Regions from separate parts of the Pan troglodytes genome. Here region 1 is linked to region 2. A link is a contact called in public Hi-C data. All regions are on one chromosome and are shown on one strand. The core of a region is the stretch at or near the end of the contact, and the rest is flanking DNA. Distances in the headings are between cores, read along the strand shown. Region 1 holds the start of SPRY2 (sprouty RTK signaling antagonist 2). Region 2 has its middle 410 kb from the start of SPRY2.

The links. A called contact is a pair of places that touch in the nucleus more often than the background predicts.
Region 1: a Hi-C map of stem cell-derived neural progenitor cells shows a contact between it and region 2, with 8 times the contacts expected there. The contact joins the promoter of SPRY2 here to the enhancer-like site in region 2. A contact is called at or near these places in 1 of 7 Hi-C or Micro-C datasets (stem cell-derived neural progenitor cells) and 1 of 1 datasets of contacts at active chromatin or transcription factors (stem cell-derived excitatory neurons).

Annotation. Positions count from the first base shown.
Region 1 is chr14:86,032,890-86,039,235 of NHGRI_mPanTro3-v2.0_pri, reverse strand. SPRY2 (sprouty RTK signaling antagonist 2) reads left to right here and starts at 4,555. Exons shown (of 2, transcript XM_529573.7): 1 at 4,555-5,055.
Region 2 is chr14:85,624,231-85,629,923 of NHGRI_mPanTro3-v2.0_pri, reverse strand. No RefSeq gene overlaps it. Among named protein-coding and RNA genes, the nearest start is that of SPRY2, 410 kb to the left of the region's middle. Within about 2 kb of position 1,848, at least 14 of the 24 cell types and tissues checked have an H3K27ac peak or open chromatin away from gene starts, as enhancers often do. A contact at or near this core is called in stem cell-derived neural progenitor cells, where this site is marked.

The DNA.
Region 1 (6,346 bases), core at 3,306-5,805, 410 kb before region 2:
CAGTGAAAGAATGCAATGTCCTCACTGATTAGGTTTTCTCTGCACACATCAGTCCTACAAAGAAGTTTAATCTTCAAACCAAAGGATAAATAAATTGAAAAAAATAATGAGAAAAATCGTGTTGGCCAGTAGAGAAGTTCTGTTTCTGCCTTGCTATAGAACTTCAGTTCACATCAGACCTTGCATAAACTGTAGTCATAATGTGCATGCATCTCACAGGAGTATTCATTAATTAACCAGTAAAAATCACCAGGTGGATCCCAGTTGAATACAAGGCCTCCGGAAAAAACCAGACCCGCAGGAGCCTGGAGCTCAAGGTCGACTCTGCAACACCACCCCTCTTACCCTGAGAGAACCCCAGAGCTTTCCCCCAGTTTAGTTAGGGATAAAGAATATATCTCCAAAGAAGGTTAGATCCAGAGATAACTGTTTCCAGTCCTTCAAGCAATCTAGATAAGAACTCAAGTGGTCTATTTTGAATTCCTTTGCATCTTTTGTTACAGCCACTCCCAATTCCCTTCTAGAGGCATTATCAACAGAATTTGGGAAATTCAAAAGTGAAATGACTAGAGTCACAGTTGTCAAAACAAAAGGTCCATCATTACAAAACCCTTTCTCTCAGGAAGGTCCCTGAAGAGGCCATGCATAGACTAATTTTACTATTGCAACTGGGCTGTTAGGAGAGATAATGGTTGAAAGCCCCAAATTGTTAGTCGTGGAAGCAGCACACACTGTTACATTCTGTGCCATCTTCAAATAGATTGCCTTGGTAATAGAACTAACAAACTAACCAAATAGCTATTCATTCTTTTTCTCAAGAATGTGTGATATCATTGCAATATATCAGTACTAGGACTAAACCTATTAAGGCCAAGTGGTTTGTTCAATCCCAGAAAAACGAGCTACAGTTGCTAAAACATGCACTCTCCCGTTACTACAACATAAATTCAAAGCTTACACCAGCCAGCAAGTGCAATCTTACAAATATCTCACTTCAACTCACTCAACACACCTACTAGCAAAGAAGCATGTCTATTGATGCCTTCAACCAAAGATTGGAAAAAACAAAATGCACATATTTTATGTACTGTCTCATTGAAAAAAGTTGAGATTATAGTTGTAAAATGAAGTAATTATAAATAAATGAACACAGAATATAAAATGAAGCCAGAGATGACAGATCCCAAGTGTGTGACCAGAGTCCTATTTAACGACAAGTACTAGGAAGGTATGTTACTTGGTGAGTATTAGAAACTTGGGGCCAAGCGTGGTGGCTCATGCCTGTAATCTCAGCACTTTGGGAGGCCAAGGTGGGTGGACCGCTTGAGGTCAGGAGTTCGAGACCAGCCTAGCCAACATGGTGAAACCCCATCTCTACTAAAAAATTACAAAAAATCAGCCGGGCTTGGTGGCGGATACTTGTAATCCCCGCTACTTGGGAGACTGAGGTAGGAGAATCGCTTGAACCCGGGAGGCGGAGGCTGCAGTGAGCCAAGATCGCACCATTGCACTCCACCCTGGGTAATAAGAGGGAAACTCCGTCTCAAAAAAGAAAGAAAGAAAGAAACTTAGAAGTGAGTTATTGGTGCAGCATGGATTTCTGCATTTTCCAGAATTAGATTCTGTATTTTCCAGCATTAGGCAAATGGCAACACCTATTCATGTGTCAGAGTTGTCTCTCTAGAACGTTCCACAACACAGTTGAAAACAGGTTTGTGTGTGTGTGTGTGTAGTGTTAAGTTTTGCCTTACATTCTATCATACTTCTGAAAGTATCTTCCAAAATTAGTCTCAGTTATAATTTTGGAATGTAACATGAGAATCAGTTTGGGGACACATTACAATAGCTGCACTAGACATTTCATTGTGCATGCATCATACATACACAAAAACATAGTTCCTCTTTTGGATTATAATTCTCTAAACTTTGGAGGCACAATATAGTAGCTTGATACTCTTCAGTCTCTGAAAAAGAGTAACAGTTGCAGTAATTAATATAAAGACTAAGGAGTAAATTAGAAAGAATCCAAAGGGTTCTTGTGTTTATCTTGAACTTAAGTTACAGGTTAAATGTTTTCCCAGTCAGCAAACTGGAGATTGTGAGGAAAGGGGGTGGGAGGAAGAGCTAGATGACATGAGATTCTTTACAGCTCATGGAAGATAAGATATAAATTTCTAGATTTTCCCCTATTAACTCCATAAAAATATAAGGTTCTCTAAACAGCTGGAAGTTCCTGATCTAAATTCCATTGCATGCTTTGATCCCTAACGATGTGTCTTCGCAAAGTTCCTGCAGCGCTGGGAGACAAGCAAGGCACAGATGTCTCCTAAAAAGCCGCCATCGAGTGCAGGAGTTTGAAGAGGCGAAGCGACGGCGTTGCTTTCACCTGCTCTGCTCGAGAGACTTGCTGGCCGCACACCGGCAGCACGTTCCTGCCTAGCCTTTCACAACCAGGCTTTGACCCTCCCAAGCAGACAGGAGGGAAAGCTATCTTCTGTGTCGTTTATATTAATATCTTTGTATTCATTTTAAACCAGCCGGCCTAATGCACACACGTTTTGGAAGGTAACCCAGCCTGTCCGCGTCGTGTCCCGGAGAAGAAAGCAGCCTTAGCCCCGCGCCGGGCGGGCGCCCCCTGGTGGCCAGAGGGGCCGCGAGCGCAGCGGCGCCTGCATTCACCGCCGGCTCAATGGATTCGGGCGTCCGGCGAGCGGCTGTGGCCAGAGAGGCCCAGCTGTTTTGCGCCCGCAGTCCCGGGACGCTCGGGAGCAGGCCGTTGTAGCCTCGTCCACCCTCACCTTAGGGGTCGGGGGACGTAGGCCAGCGCCCGGAAATAACGCATGCCACTTCCCTTGCCATCTCTGGTTCCAAATCCCTAGAGAAAGAGGAGAGCCCTAGAGAAACATGGAGAAGTCAGGGTGAGACCGCAGCGAGGCAGAGAGCGCGCTGGGGACATTCTAGAGCAGGAGCTCAGAAGAAGGCAGCTAGTTCCAGGGTAGCTGCAAATGGATTGGGTTAAAGCTGGACGAGTGAAGCACCATGTTTTCCTAACACTGCTTTCAAGAACACCCCGCATGGGGCAAGATCGCAGGTGCTATTCGGGAATTTTGACCGTACAAGCAGGTACTTCCCTGTAAAGTAAAAGCATTCTGTAAGTCGCTCGACAGAATGCAATATTAGGCGTGTGTATGCGCAAGTTTTAATTTTCCACTGGTGCTCCCACGTGAAGGCACATTTCTTAGTAAATGAACGGCAGCTAGGACAGTGCATATGTATGCATTTTCTATCTTTATTTTTTTTTTTTTTGTAAATGGGAAAGAATAGTACACCTTCAACATGGACAACAGAATCTTGAGAAATGTTCTAGGTGGCAAGAAAAGTGGGAAATGAAGGATGACTTTTAGTTAAGGGAAGAAGGAAATCTGCAGTGAGCCAACCCTTCCCTCCCCCCCGCCCCCCCATTTCGGAAACCCATGCTGTCGCCCTGAGTAATCATGTTCCTGTCTATTAATGAATTAAGTTAAAAGGCTTAGACTGTAGACTTTAGCTATTGCATGAAGCAAAATAGTAAGGAAGCTCTTCAAAAAGCCTCCATTCATAGATAACCCCCCTTAAAAATGAAATTCTAATAAACGGAAAAACTACAAGTCGACACAATCAAAAGCAAATCCCAGCAAGAGCAGAAGGTACTTGAAACTCGAATCTGCATTCCGTTCCTCCCGTACAAGGCTCGGCGGTGGGGGAGGCGGTTTGTGCTGGTGCCTGGTGTATAATCGGGTTAATCCAGTAGACAAAGAATAAACCAATAGCCCTCCCACCTCACTTCCCGCTCCCCTTCCCCTCCCCCTTCTTCTCCCCCTGCTCCAGCCCCCGTCACCCGCTCCGCAAAGGGGAACAGAAAAGGGGAGAGGTAGACTTGAAATGGATTCTGGATAAAGTCTTAAAACCTGCAACTTGTTTTTCATGCTAACACTGCGTGGCCCGGATTAGTCTTAAATGTTCATTCCCCTTTCCTGGTGGCAAGGAGAAAGTTCCCTAAGTCAGCTCGAGCCTCTGGCTCGTCCTCATTGCCTCTGGGCAAACCTTAAGGTCAGTGTTTCCTTGAAACTAGATAAACTGACCCTGCAGTGCCCAGCCCGGCCCCGCGGGCGCCCCGCGTGACGGCGCTCGGGCGGCAGGACCGGCCTGGGGACGCGCGGGGCGGCGCGGTTGCCCTTTTGAATGCCTCCTGCGGCTCGGAGCGCTGGCGGGCGCTGGAGTGTGAGTGAATGTAGCCCCGCGGAGCCAATGAGCTGGGACCGGATGCGATATATCCTCTGGGACAACAACTGCTCTGTTCCGCCTCGGATCCACATGACGCCATTTACTGCTGCCGCGGCCGCCGCAGAGCTCCCTGCCTCCTCCGGAAAGGCGAGGGCGCAGGCCAACGGCGAGCCCCCCCCCGGGCGGGCCCCAGACCCTCCTCCTCCTCCTCCTCCTCCTCCTCCTCCTCTTCCTCCTCCTCCGCACCCACCGCCCCCGCCTCGGCCTCGCTGCCTCGCCTCCACAACGCCCAGTCTGCACAGCCGAGAGCTGCGCGCCGCAGCGCTAGCGGAGGAGAGGGGCCGGCGGAGCGCGCAGCGCCCAGGCCCCCGCGCCCGCCCGGCCCGGCCCGGCCCGCGCCCCCGCGCCGCCTCCGCTACGACGCGGCCCCGGCCGCACCACTTGGCGATCTGGCTTTAGGTTCTCCGTAAGGCCGTTTTCTTTTCCCATTCGCTCATCTGCCAGGAAAAGGGACTTGCCGTTGGCGCTTCGGCCTCTTGTTCATTGAGAAAAAAGAGGAAATACTCCGCGTGCGCTTGTAGAAGGGGGGTCGTCTCCAGCCCCGAACCCCGGAGTGTTCATCAGCGGGGAATTTGGCTCCGAATTCTCTTTTTTTCTCCCGCCGATTGCTCGGAAGTTGGTCTGAAGCAGAGGTTGGAAAGGAAAAAAGTTTGCATCGAGACTGGATTTATTTGCACATCGCAGAAAGAAGAGAATCCAAGGGAGAGGGGTTGGTGCAAAGCCGCGATCACGGTGAGGCACGTTTGGCTCTTCCTCTCCTGGCGCCGCGGCCGGCGCGTTGTGGGCAACATGGAGTAGGTGCAGCCGGACCAGGAGTTGGGTCCGTCTCTCCCCGAGCCTCCCTTTCTCAAATCCCGCAGGGTCTTCGCGAGGATCCGGGGCGCTCCCCGCGGACCTGCCTCGCCCGGGGCTTGGGCTCGGCCTGCCTCTGCGGGGACTTCTGTATGCACCCCGTGCAGTGTCCCCGACAGGCGACCCCGCGCGCCCGCGCTCTAGGGGGTTGGGACGGAGGACAGCTAGCCTGAAGTCTGCTCCCAGCCGTGCACTGGCCGCGAATTCGGCGCTGAGAGCGGGAGAGGGAGAGAAAAACACTTGTATTTTCCAGGTTGCCTTTGCAGGCGACCGCATTTCTAACCTGTTCCTCCTCTTGGTGGAAGGCAAAGTCCAGGGAGAGGCTGCCCTAGGCGGGGCGCTGGTGGGGCTGGGGGACACAGGTTGCCCGCCTCGGGGGCAGGAGACCCCCAGGGTGAGAAAAAGGCAGGGTGCCGGGTGGAGGGAGTGCCCACCTCTGCACCGTGTGGTCGGTCTAGCCCGGAGCGGGTGGGAGCGTCGCCTTGCCTGGCGCCGGGTCTCTGCGGTTCGGAAGTGCAGCTCTCTCTCTTCCGTTCTTCGTGGTCAGCCTGGGTCACACTTATTTTATTTTTGGAAGCTCGGGCTGACCCAGCGCAGGAAGAAAGTCATCAAGCGGTCGCGATCATTTTCCATTACCTGAAAGTAGGTGGCAAAAGAGGCAATTTTTTATTTCCTTTTGTTGTTGTTGTTGCTGTGTTTTAATTTGGATTCTTGTGTGTTTTTTACAAAGCAGTTTCTGTGTCCGTTTGCCCCACCCTAGAGCTGAAGTTCTTTTCCCCTAATCCTCAGTCTGATCACACACTGTTCTTAATGGGGGTTTCAAAGCACTTTCAAAGGGGAGGGGGGACTGGGAAAGAGAAGAGGGGCGGAGGTAGGGAGTCCAGCTTCGAAGAAGGAGGCCAGGGATCGGATCGGCAGAAATCACTTAAAAAATAAAAACAAAAAAGCCCCCTTTTATTTCAAAGATGCTACTTTGACTGCAAGCAAATCTGTACCGAAAGTTTACAGCTCCGGGAGCTGGGTCCTGCGCGCCCGGAGTGAGCAGTGGGACCCTGGAAAATGCCCTTTTTAAAAAAAGCCATTTTTCTTTCACTTTAAGAAATATGATATCTTTTTTTTTTTCTCTCGACCCAAAAGGAGATAGGCGTGTGCAGATTACAGGCAATGCCCC
Region 2 (5,693 bases), core at 599-3,098:
CTCCTAGTTGTCATTTAGTTCAACATTTTGAACTGATGTTTTTGCTAACTTACTAAATTGTAAGGTGTGAAAGTCATGGAATTTTTGTAAAAATTTTATATTTCTTTAATACTGTGAAAAGAAAACATGCCCAGTTTGCAAACCTCAATCAAGAAGCAACTTATTTCCTTTAGATAATGCACTACATATCAGCGCATAAGGGATCAACTCACAATATATAGTCCTGGTGCATAATTCTGTATCCCCTAAGCCAGACAGCCAAAACACTTACTTACTCACAGAGAATAGCCAACACAAAAGCCCCTTTTTCCACTTCATGGGTAGGGCCTCATTATGTGCCTTCCTAAATATGGAGGGGAATTGAGGTCCCTACTTCCCTTTATAATGCTGTTCAGTGCATTTGTCCAATAACTCATTGTCTCAGAAATTGTCTTGCTCACTTCCTATAGACATTCTCCTGTCTCCTCAGTGACACGTTCGTGGAGATAGACATTCACAGTCGCCTCTTCTGGCTTCTCTGGCTCCACCTTGATGCATTCTTGCCTTATCCCAGACCAGGCCAGGCCCTTGCTCTGGATCTCAAAGGCCCAGGCCACATAAGGGCAGAGCAGCCACGTCAGAGCTGCTCCTGGCACCAAGGAAAATTATTTGCCCCGAGAGGCAAACACAGCCCCAGCAGTGTCCAGAGTATCAATCCCTCTCTTCTCTGTTATAAAAGGCCCTATTGTAGAAACACAAATCATTCAGAGATGGCATGTACAATGTCTAATCACTTAATAGCCACTGGGCACCTACTGGGTATGGGCCCCAAACTAGATACTGTCTGTAACCTATTCACTAGAGGGAGACAGGAAGGAATATGACACAGATTTATATTCATCTCCTGTTCTAGCCCATTACACCATGGCCAACACACAGCCTTTGAACAAGTAGACAATTACAGCCATAATAGAGATGAAAATATTTTTATCTGTAAGTAGCAAGGTAGGGGATAGAACACAAGCTTGCTATTCACACTGACCTAATTTCGAATCCTGCTTCTATACTTAATCAACTGTGTGGCCTTGGGGAGCTTACTGAATCCCTCTGGGATTCTCTGGCCTTGTTTGCAAAAGGAAAATAATAATCTCTACACCATAAGTGCTGTGAAGAACAATGTAGAAGGTAGAAAGGCCAAAAGCTATGTGAGGTATACAGAGGACACAACAGTATTAATTCCCTTACCCATCTTTTGATTTCTAAATAACTGTCAAGACATTTTATATTCGATATCTTATTATTTGAACCTTATGCAAATCCTACTTGTATGTACTTTAATCTCAGAGATAGAATTTTAGGTCGTTGGATCTCTTTTTGTTTCCCTTTTGGAAATTTGATTGAAAAGATACACTTGTTTTCTCCATTTACCTTAGCTTTGCTCCTTGGCAAGTTTTACAAAATACCCGAAGCCATAAAAAGGGTTAATTTTATTCCAGTGTACCAGATGTCTTCAGCACCTTGACTTTAGTAATGTACTAAGAACAGTAAGTCTTTTTAATGAAAGTGAAAGGTATGCATTGTACTTAAATCTGGAGCTTTCTCCCCTGAAGAAACGCTGCCGCTGGGACTGCATCCCGCCATTTTAGACGGGGTGAGATATGTTTTTGCTTGCGTTTACCCTTTTGCAGTACATTTTCAAGCGACTGCAGTTGGTATCCAAGCAGTTAAAACTACATCAGCACTAATAGCTATGAGCTCATCTTGTATAAAGACATTTTTAGTTAAACACCACAATCTTGGGGGGAAAAAGTTAGCGTGCTTAACCAGGCCAGCTTGGAATAGCTCACAATATGACGCATACCACAGGAAATAGAGTGGTATGAGGCACCTACAAAATATTTTTCAAACAAGTCATTGACGCTGTAAGCCCCATGCCTCAGCTTTAGGAAGTCACTTATTAAGAATCAACACCAGCCGTGCCAAGCTAAGCTTTTGCTCTTGGTGATTTTCCAATTGAATATTCAGGGCCCTGTCTCAGTCTTGTTTTCAGGGAAGTACATGCCTGGAATGTTAGCAAGCTATTTGCTGGAAAAAATGCCCACAACAGGCCTAATGTTGATCACATTAATGCGTTTGAGTGGGTATAGAGTGCAAATGATTGAAAATGCTTCCAGATCCCTGTTGCAGGGGACAAAGCAGGCTCTGTTCTCTGATCTGATGGTCATTTTTTTTCCAGTGGAGGATGTGGCGCAGGAAGAGGGAAGAGTGCCAATCTCTGTCTAATGGTTCCAAACAGGCCCTGGGCCTAGCTCTTTGGATGCTGATGAGTGGGAAATGAAACACAGATGGGTCAGATGGGTAAGGAGAGGGGGATTACAGGTCAGGCCAAAGAGTTGGAATAAATTAAGTGCTTATAAGGTACAGAATGGTACATTGTTTAAGTGAATGGACAGGGAAAAAACATTCCTGCATTGTTTGGTCCAGTGAGTGAACTCAACATTCCTCTTCCCAGACCAACCTAGGCCACAGAGATCCCCATCATCAGAATGTATATGAGCAATGAACCAAACTGTGGCCAAATGGTGCCTGAAATATTCTGCTATACCCCAAAGCAGCCAATTTTGTTTTATTACAAAGGAGATGTAATTTATTGGGAGAAATGTTTGGGTTCATATGTCAGATCATAGAGAGTCAGATTTGGGGTTCCCTTGGGGATCTGAGGAGAAGGTGAGTAACCACAAATTAATACAGCAGGGAAATAAAGTGACAAAAGAAATGTTTCATTGTGCTTGAAATATTGAACCAATTTCCCCCTTTTTAGCCTTTTAAACCTTTGCTCACAAATCAAAGAGTAGCTCAACTTAAGAGAACTCAGCAGAAGCCTGTCGTGCCCAGTAATGACAACAAAAAATGTGAAGTCCAATGTATCCTTGGTTTTAAGTGTCTTCATGACACAGGGAAAGACAGTAAAAATGACTTTCTGAGGATGTTAGAAAATGATCAAAACTATTAGATAACTAAAAAAGAAAATGCTGATAATCATAATGGATCTGTCCATTCTGTGTTCTAGGTGTGTTAGAAAAGTCATGAAATCCCAAAAGGTATACAAACCTGATTATTCAGCATTAGGTAATTATAGGACAGGCTGGATGAATTGTGTTTACTTGAAGGCACAAAACTAATAGAATGTTAAGGGCAGAAAGTGTTACATAAAGAAGAGCTAAAGTTGCAGTTGCCAAAAAAATTAGAAAGTTCTAAAGCTTGGAATTGATGGTTTGTTATTTTTTTTAGTATGACAGAAATTATTTTCAGAAGCTTATTTTCATACCAACCATGTTTCCATTTTATGGACTTGACCTTTACTGGAATATCCCACAGGCAAAACTGGAGACAGTGGTTGTCTGTAATAATCAGGGATGCTCATGCTTCAAGTATTAAGAGTGTCTGTTTATCAATTGGTGTGTTACAACTCCAGAGACTACAGGGAGATCATTTCAACTAATGAGTATAGAAAGTCTTGATGCAGCATATCTTTCAAAGGCTGGTAATTTTCACTGTTGTTAATTGTAGTAAATTGGTTCAGTGAGCAAGATCAACTATATGTATATATCATCTTATTTTCTACAGTCTATGACTTCAAAACTAATAGCTGTATTACTTGTAATTTAAATATTTTATCTTTTCTCCTGACCTCCCCTTCAAAACCTTTATTATGCTAATGCTCTGAGTCTTGAGAAGGGGCTCCAGGAATAAATGACAAATTCTTTTTTTCTTTTAATTTTATTTTACTTTAAGTTCTGGGACACGTGTGCAGAACGTGCGCGTTACATAGGTATACATGTGCCATGGTGGTTTGCTCCACCTATCAAACCGTCATCTAGGTTTTAAGCCCTGCATGGATTAGGTATTTGTCCTAATGCTCTCCCTCCCCTTGCCCTCCACCCTCTAAGAGGCCCCAGTGTGTGATGTTCCCCTCCCATGTGTTTTCATTGTTCTACTCCCACTTATGGGTGAGAACAGGCGGTATTTGGTTTTCTGTTCCTATGTTAGTTTGCTGAGAATGATGGCTTCCAGCTTCATCCATGTCCTGCAAGGACATAAACTCATTCTTTTTTATGGCTACATAGTATTTGATATGTATATGTGCCACATTTTCTTTATCCAGAAATGACCAATTCTTAAAGCAAATTTGAGAAACAGCCATGATACAAGCATCAATATTACGAGTTTGAGGGCCAGGCCTGTAATCCCAGCACTTTGGGAGGCTGAAGCGGGTGGGAGGCTGAGGTCAGGAGTTCAAGACCAGCCTGGCCAACATGGTGAAACCCCATCTCTACTAAAAATACAAAAATTAGCCAGGCATGTTGGTGCGCACCTGTAATCCCAGCTAGTCGGGAGGCTGGGGCAGGAGAATCACTTGAACATGGGAGGCGGAGGTTGCAGTGAGCCAAGATTGTGCCACTGCACTCCAGCCTGGACAACAAGAGCGAAACTTGGTCTCAAAAAAAAAAAGGAAAGGAAAGAAAGAGTTTGAGAAAAAAAAAAAAAGACTACAGAGAAATTTATACCTTAAGCTGAGCAAAAACATAAAACTGTTATTCACTGAAAGAATGACATAGACTTATAAGAAACTAATAACCAGTTTGGGGTATTTGCTGTTTCTTTTCCAATAAAATGAATGCTATTTTTTCAGTCTCCTTTTCTCTCTTGACTACAAATAAAATAAAATAAAAAATGGCAGTGGGAAATGTTCATGGAAGAACCAGAAGGTGGAAGTTTGTGTGTTGGGGGGGTGGTGTTTAGAAATGGAGATGTCACTATGTTGCCCTGGCTGGCCTTAAATTCCTAGGCTTTTGATAATGCTTAAATGACTATGTGTTATATCATAAAATTGGAGATAATTATTTTCAGAAAAAAATATGTAACAGGATAAGATTCCCAGGAGATTGCTGTTTTATCTAGAACACATTTTCAATGGGACGTCAGATGAGTGGGTAACAGGGCATTGGGGCTACCACGGAGTTCCAATGTGCCTTATGGAGCTAGACCCTGAAGGTGATAGAAAGGGGAGTGAGTAACAGAGATCTCTCATGTGCCTTTGAGGATACCTGGGCCACCTGGCAAGAAGCCAAGTATTACTATTGGATGGAAAATGTCCTGAGGCTAGAAACAGCCAGTCCAACATCTAAGTCTAAGGTATAAGCCTAATTCAGGACACAGAAGCTTCCATGATAAACACTCTTAAGTTGGAAAAGCAGGCAGTAAGGGTGAGGCCATGGCTACCATCAGCTGGTACAATCTACCTGCAGCCATGCCTGACTGTCCACTCACACAGGACACATCTTTTGAGGGATGTGGCCCTTAGGTTTACCAGGTAGGAGAAAATACTAGAAAAGCACAGCTCCCTGGAGCAGTGGAATGAATCTATCATCAATACCATTCCTACAGTTACTCTGCAATTAACATGGTACAGTAGACAACAATTAGGAAAAAAAAAAACTCTTAAAAAGAGCTTTATATTTTACATGCTCCAGACCCCACAAAACTCTAATTTACCCTTGGGATTACCATTTATGAGGTGGAAGTAGCGAAAGAGTTTTTGGCGAGAGAAGGGAAGTATACAATTGGTTTCTTGATATGCCTGGCTTGAAGCACTATAGAATTTAGGCAAAGCAGTCCATTTGATAGCTAAATATAGTCTCACAAGTAGGACT